Linked DNA regions of Danio rerio: region 2 is linked to region 1. A link is a contact called in public Hi-C data. All regions are on one chromosome and are shown on one strand. The core of a region is the stretch at or near the end of the contact, and the rest is flanking DNA. Distances in the headings are between cores, read along the strand shown.

Region 1 (3,710 bases), core at 103-2,602:
TTGTGTTAATATGTCTCGCACACGCTGTCGTTCACACTTCTCCTGCAGACTCGTGATCTCCTTAAGATCACTCTCGAGACCTGCGATCTGCAGAAACAAGACAAATTTGACATCAGTTTTCATTTCAGCACAGGCGAGCTCAAGAGAGAGTCGTCTACGGCAAACTCTTTTATGGTTGCTCGTTCCAATGCTATGTGCTCTTAATATCAACAATTACTTTTCATTTGTTAAATGCCGATTCTTTACAATAGGAAAACTACTCTACTAGTAACAATAACAATGTTGTTTCATATTACAATTTGTCAATTCTTCATTTCAACAATTGAATCTGAATAGAAGTGGCTTAGTGCAGTGGTTAACAATGTCGCCTCACAGCAAGAATGTCGCTATTTCGAGTACCGGCTGGGCCAGTAAGCATTTCTGTGTGGAGTTTGCATGTTCTTTCTGTGTTGGTGTGGGTTTCCTCCGAGTGCTCCAGTGTACCCCCCAGTCCAAAGACATCCACTTTTGTTGAATTGAATAAACTAAATTGTCCGTAGTGCATTAGTGTGTGTGTGTGTGTGTGTGTGTGTGTATGTGTGTGTGTATTGATATCTTCCAATAACTGGGTTACGACAGGAAAACATACGCTGGAGTAGTTGACGGTTCATTCCGATGTGGTGACTTCTGAAATAGAGACTAATCCATAGGAAATTTTAAGAATAAATCTGAATAGGAGCCTAAATGATGTCATTTAACTAGTGGAAATACAGTTCTTGGTATCAGGAATGACATTTTTTTTATTAGTTGAAACTAAAATCTTTTTACATTTTTATTTATTTATTTAAATATTTGAAACTAAAATAAAAATAAGACATCTGCGAGAGATGACGTCATTGTTGCCATGAAGAATTTATATTTTAGCGGAAATGCAATTACTTATATTAAAAACATGAAATTGAAACTAGTAACGTTAGTAATCTAATTCATGATATGGAGAATCAGCATTTGAACAAGTGGAAATTGAACTGATGTTACGTTACAGAGAAATGATGAATCAAATAATAATAAAAAAACTGCTCTTCGTATCTTATAATCCACAGCGTATTCACAGAGCATCCAATAAATCATCAGGGTAAACCATCAGTTCCATTCACATTCATAAGCTAAGTTACTTAATGCCACTAACGTTATGCGGTTTAATGTGAAACAGTAACGTAAACCCTACAGGACTGCTAATACTCTACTAAAATGAGTAAAACACTGAGAAGCGACCGTTTACCAGTTCATTGATGTCCATTGCTGTCTTGGAAAAACTTCTGTATACTAATTATCTTAAATAGTTTTCCTGAAGTGATGAAAATGAACTTTGCATTCAACCGGCGCTGCGAGTCCGCAGATATGCGTGAAGCGCTGTTTCTAGAAGAATTCCTATTTCCGCATTTTGACAAAATAAAAGTCCTTATTTTAGTGAATCACCAGCGGACAACGAAATATATATTTACAATAACAGTATTAAAATCAATAAAAATGTAACAAACTCTATTTGATAATGTAATTTTATGAATTACAGTGTTACAAGTTTCACACCTACTGTATCACAAAACAAGATTCTTAGCGTAATGTACAATGTAGCGTAGTGGGCAATATGGAAGGCAAAATAACACAGCAGGCAATATTTAAAGTTAATCAAAAAAGTTTTCAAAATTTTCTATATTTTAGAAAATCTAATGATCTAAAATATACAGTAATCGGTCCATAATAGTATTTGAAAAAATATTTACTTAATAAATTATATTAAGTTAGATTACATAATTTCTAATAATTTAGAAATTATGTAATCTAACTTAAAATTTATTAAGTAAATAATTTTGCAAATACTATAATAGACCAATTACTGTATAATTTAAATAATTAGATTTTGTATACCTAAAACAAGAATGGGTGTTATTGAGCAGCGTTAAGTCAACTTCAAAAATCATCCACTACGAATAATAAAATCTTTAATTCATTAAAAAAAGTTTTTTGTATAAAAATCGAATTATCTAAAATATACAGAAATTGGTCCATTTTAGTATTCGCAAAATTATTTAATAAATTTTATTTTTTATTAGACGACATAATTTCTATTTAATACTGTACTCAGTTCTTTCATTTATATTTTCTTAATAGCATTTGCTAATAATTTTAATATATTTGTGTTTATTTATAGATTTCTTTCATTTGGATTATACATACATTTATTCAAACCTCACTAATAAATAATTTTGTGTTAATTATTATTATTATTTGAATTAAAATGTTTACTTGTTTGGGTTATGGGTTTATATGAATGAGAATTTACCTTAATTAAACTTTTAACTAATAACTTCAACCATATTTTTAAGAATTTGAAACATTTGAAACATGTCCGGACATCCCTTTGATTAACTGAAGCTTCGTATTAGCGAACGCTTGCTCAATATAAGTAAATAAGTGTGAGTGCAAAAATTAGTGATTGAATTTGTATTTTAAAAATCATTAAATTATTTAAAACTCTTTATATAGCTGAAATGTAACTTTTTATATATACTTTTTGTATTTTTATTTTATTATGCCAAATTAGTAAAAGATTATTTTTGTATTACACAAATACAGAAACAGTAACAATAGAATCTAATACTCTTGAACTTTAAATAAACTCACAAAACAAAACACATTACACCTTTTTTATTGTATCAACAATAACATAACATATTACATTTGCCATCAATCTCTAAGACAAAAAAAAATCATCAATATAAATTTCAAATCAATTCAGCAGAGAAATAACACATCATTTGAGTAGATGCTTGATGAATTTCCTGCTCCGTCTTTTCATGTAATATGAATATCTCCTCTTTCAAGGGCATACCAAGCTCAAGTTCATTCATAGGTTGAAAAGCTCACACACTGAATGACAATGATGTAGAACAAACACAATGTCATGGCTGATCACCACATTGATCTCTGTACTCCAGACATCTGGCTGTGGTCTGCTAAATCACGAAAAACTATTCGGCTAAGACGCCATCTGCGTTTCACTGCACGTGGACGTGAGGTCAGCACACACCTGTTGCGAATGCGCACGGGACAACTGTCTCGAGGAAGAGCAGCGATTTCTTTATCTGCTATTTCCTAAGAGCAAAAACATAACAAACATGGACAGCATTATTATTATTATTATTATTTTAAATACACTTCATTCTTCTGTTAACGATAATGACTCTATAAATAGGTTTCAATTACTGCAAAATAAAAACGTGTTCATGTTATTTGAAAGCTGTACATGAAAAACAATAATGATGAACCATAAATCTCCACTGAACTGAAATTGCAAGACTCTGAATGTACCTGTAGCTCTTTTGGCAAAATAGTATTCTTCCTAATGGCATTGATGCGCAGTCGTGTATCTGCATATTCGAAAGCCATCTGTCGTCTTTTCACATCCCTCAACATCCTCCAGTCGACATAGTAGCTCCTGACCTGCTCCATCACTGCAACTGGACTTCTGCAGGCCTGAAGGACATCAGATATTTTATATTTATAGACAGATTTTTGAAATACAAATTGTCAAAAGATTATAATTGCTGTACATAATACTTAAGGTGGTATATTTAATGTTCACATGCATAAATTAACTTCACAAGGTAGATAACAAAAGTTAATAACATGTATACAAATCCCCATAGTAAAATTACATTAGTTAATAC
Region 2 (3,636 bases), core at 1,093-3,592, 130 kb before region 1:
GACTCATGAAGTGCTAAAGGCTAGGACATTTTTCAAATGACCTAGATGGAAAAGATTTGACCAAACAAAAGAAATTGTTATAATTTAATATTTATAATACATTAATAATCAACAATTAAATATTTTAGATTTAATTTCTTAAATATTTTAAATATTGTGTAAAAACATGCAAGCTCTACTTGTATTCATACACTCTTTGTCCCAACATAAAGTTTCTTTAAAAAAAATGAGCAAATGTTTTAAAAGGTTTAAAAACAATAATAAACTAAATCTATACAACAATCTGTCCAGGTCGGTGTCATCAGCAGTGAATACATGGAGAACTTTTAAACAAATGTTATTGTAAGTAAAATAATTAAACTGTTATAATAAATAGAGTTTAAAATGACCTTTTTAAAAAGTTAAAAGTTTTATTGCGATGGATTGTTGTTGATTGTATGGGTTTTGGCCAGATTGGGTAGCAATACATGAACAAAGGAAAATTAAGACCTGTTTAAAAACATGTTAAGACCTACAACACAGTAATTCAGTAAATGTACTTGACTTTTTAAGGCCTAAAATTTGGATTTTGAGATTTAAGACATTTGAAGACTTTTTAAGACCTGCAGAAACCCTGTATCCTATAGGTCCTAGACCAGGAGTGCCTAAACCTTTTTATTTTGATGGGCCAAAAAAAGCAAACTTGATTAAGGGCTGTGGGCCGAAGGTAAAAATACCAAACTGTATTACATTTAAATTTTTATGAGTAATTTCCTAATTTAAAAAATCAACTTACTAAACATTGCTTTTTAACTATATTAACGGATGTAGCATATTTAAAAAATATATATAATGAACTTATTACAGTAAAAACATGAACAATAACATTATTAACACAATGGAGTTCAAAGCTGAATACATTAAGCTGCACTGTCTTTGTCTTGATTTGCTCACTGATGTCTTGTGCATTGCTCTCTATCCGTCGAGTGACAGTATTTACATTTTTAAAAAACAGATTCATTTACGAAACAAAACAATAAATCAAATTCTGAAATGATGATCTCTGTCAAAGATAGTCATCCATTCTTCCTCTCTTCCCAAATAGGATGGTGGACCAAATCAAATCCTGGTGCTCCAGTTTCCCCCACAGTCCAAAAACATGAATTGGTGAATGAGAGTGTATGGATGTTTTCCAGTGATGGGTTGCAGCTGAAAGGGTATCTACTGCTTAAAACATATGCTGGATAAGTTGGCGGTTCATTCCACTGTGTCGACCCCAGATTAATAAAGGGACTAAGCCGAAAAGAAAATGAATGAATGAATACAAAATAGAAATAACTAGAAATTACATTAAAGGGAAAAGAGGACATTGTTTTTCATCCATTAATTTTCCTTTCCATTAGTCCCTTAATTCATAAGGGGTCACCTTAGTGGAAAGAACCACCAACTTTTCCAGCATATGTTTTACAGGTGATGCCCTTCCAGCAGCAATTAAGAATCCATACACACTCATATGGCCATTTAGTTTATACAGTTCACCTATATCACATGTCTTTGGACTGTGGGGGAAACCGAAATGAAACCCAAGCGAACACGGGAGAACATGCAAGCTACACACTGAAATGTCAACTGACCCAGCCAGGACTCAAACCAGCAACCTTCCTGCTGTGAGGCGACAGTGGTATCCAATGAGCCACTGTGTCGCCGACACTATTTTTTTTAAATTAGATTTTGTTATTGGACAGAAGATCAATGGGATATACTCTTTAAAATATTTTGCATAAACAATACAAAGAAGTGTGGAAGCTAAATCTTTGATCTATGTATATGGAATTTTTACATTTTCATATGAAATGGTGTCCAGGCCTGGTAAAACTTACTTTGATTATTTCCCCCTTATTTTATACTTTGTTAGTCAAGAAAGTATGTGGAAGCAATTCCCCCCAGCAAATGCTGCCCATTCCATTATGCATTGCCCCAATAAGCACTCACAGAGAATACAGTGACAACATCCTTAAAATGTGCGAATTATTCTATAATTACTTTTGCAGGGAGATGCAAAAAACACACTTTCCCGCTTATTAATTACCGCGCGCGGTGAGTTCGTTGACGTCAGCAGCACCATTCTGCACGAGCTCGCGCACTATGGCGCTCCGTCCCATCATACACGCAGCAAACAGCGCGTTTCTTCCCACTTCATCCTTTTCCCACAAAATGTTCTCTGACTGTGCAGCATCGTCGGTAAACGTGCGTTCCAAAATACCTTTAAGTCCCTCTAAATCGTCATCTAATGCACATAAAAGTACAGTTTTCTCCTCTGCTGACCGCATTGTGACTGGCGGAAGAGTAGTGATGTGGTGTGTGAACTGTCTCTATGGCAACAGGCTAGCAATAAATGTTGTTATTTTGATTCGCCACTCGATGTCGCTGTTGTATGAAGTATGAAGCACAGAGACTCTTGATGATAGCTGGCATAGAGAGAAGATTTTAACAGGCCCCTGGACAGCCTGGTGAAAGGGCTGGTTCTTTTTTTTTCTCAAAAAGTGCACTTTTTGCAGTTGTTCGACTTATTTTCTATTTAATTATTAGGTTCAAATACTTTTTAAGCACAATTTTTTTGCTGGATTAGTTTGTCAGATGCCCAGAGATGGGTTGCGGCTGGAAGGGCATTCGCTGCGTAAAAACTTGCTGGATAAGTTGGCGGTTCATTCCGCGGTGGCGACCCCAGATTAATAAAGGGACTAAGACGACAAGAAAATGAATGAATGAGTTTGTCAGATGATCACACTTTTTTATGTACCAAACATTTACTAAAGACTTAGAATAAATTGAAAAGTCAATTAGTCTACTTATATTTAAACAAATATTTATACAAATTTATTACATCATATAACATTTCTCAGTGATAGGTTGTATCTGGAAGGGCATCCGCTGCGTAAAACATATGCTGGATAAGTTGGCAGTTCATTACGCTGTGGCGACCCCTGATTAATTAAGGGACTAAACCAAAAAGAAAATGAATGAATGAATGAATGAATCATATATCACTAGGGTAAAAATAGGAATCTGTTAATTTTAACTCAAAACTGTATCTTATTGTCAGTTAAGCAAATAACACACTGGCCAGCACATTCAACTTTCCCCAGTCAGAATTTACCCAAGTGAATAATACAAAATAAATAAATAATGATATAAAGCCTCTTTATAAAGTACATTTAATAATTCATGGATACAACAATAGCCTAGTTTTATAAGTAACTTTAATTTGGTCCTTCTTTGTGCATCACAACATTTTATTGGGATTTTTTCCTTCAAGAATAAGGTCCAAGATTTAGAATTAAATGTTTTCTCTATTTAACAACAATACAGTGAAAGTTTTCTTGCAGGCCTTACTTTAGGTCTCAAAGCCTTTTTCAATGGGTTATTTTGATCATTTATGATGGCATAACAGTCAATATAGGACAAATAAGCTAATGTATGGGACAAATACTGGACCTTTGTCAATAAAGGGTTGGGTCTCTGGATCCACCTGAACCCCCTCTCTGGCTACAGGCCTGTTTAGCAATACCAAAATAAGCATCAACATGTAATTATGCATGTAGATGAATTCAATTATCAAATTAGGAACTAAAAACTACTGTATTATTGAGATGCAAT

What was found. A called contact is a pair of places that touch in the nucleus more often than the background predicts.
Region 2: a contact with region 1 is called in a Hi-C map of hematopoietic stem cells, with 6 times the contacts expected there. The contact joins the promoter of ankrd45 here to the promoter of cacybp in region 1. A contact is called at or near these places in 12 of 18 Hi-C or Micro-C datasets (caudal fin, embryo, fibroblasts and 4 more) and 3 of 4 datasets of contacts at active chromatin or transcription factors (caudal fin, embryo and gastrula embryo).

The regions. Positions count from the first base shown.
Region 1 is chr2:38,568,815-38,572,524 of GRCz12tu, reverse strand. It overlaps cacybp (calcyclin binding protein), which reads right to left and starts at 1,352. Exons shown (of 6, transcript NM_212887.1): 1 at 1,262-1,352; 2 at 1-87. The coding sequence starts at 1,279. It overlaps mrps14 (mitochondrial ribosomal protein S14), which reads right to left. Exons shown (of 3, transcript NM_001045358.1): 2 at 3,352-3,516; 3 at 2,674-3,135. The coding sequence ends at 2,953.
Region 2 is chr2:38,702,402-38,706,037 of GRCz12tu, reverse strand. ankrd45 (ankyrin repeat domain 45) reads right to left here and starts at 2,342. Exons shown (of 5, transcript NM_001020770.2): 1 at 2,069-2,342. The coding sequence starts at 2,309.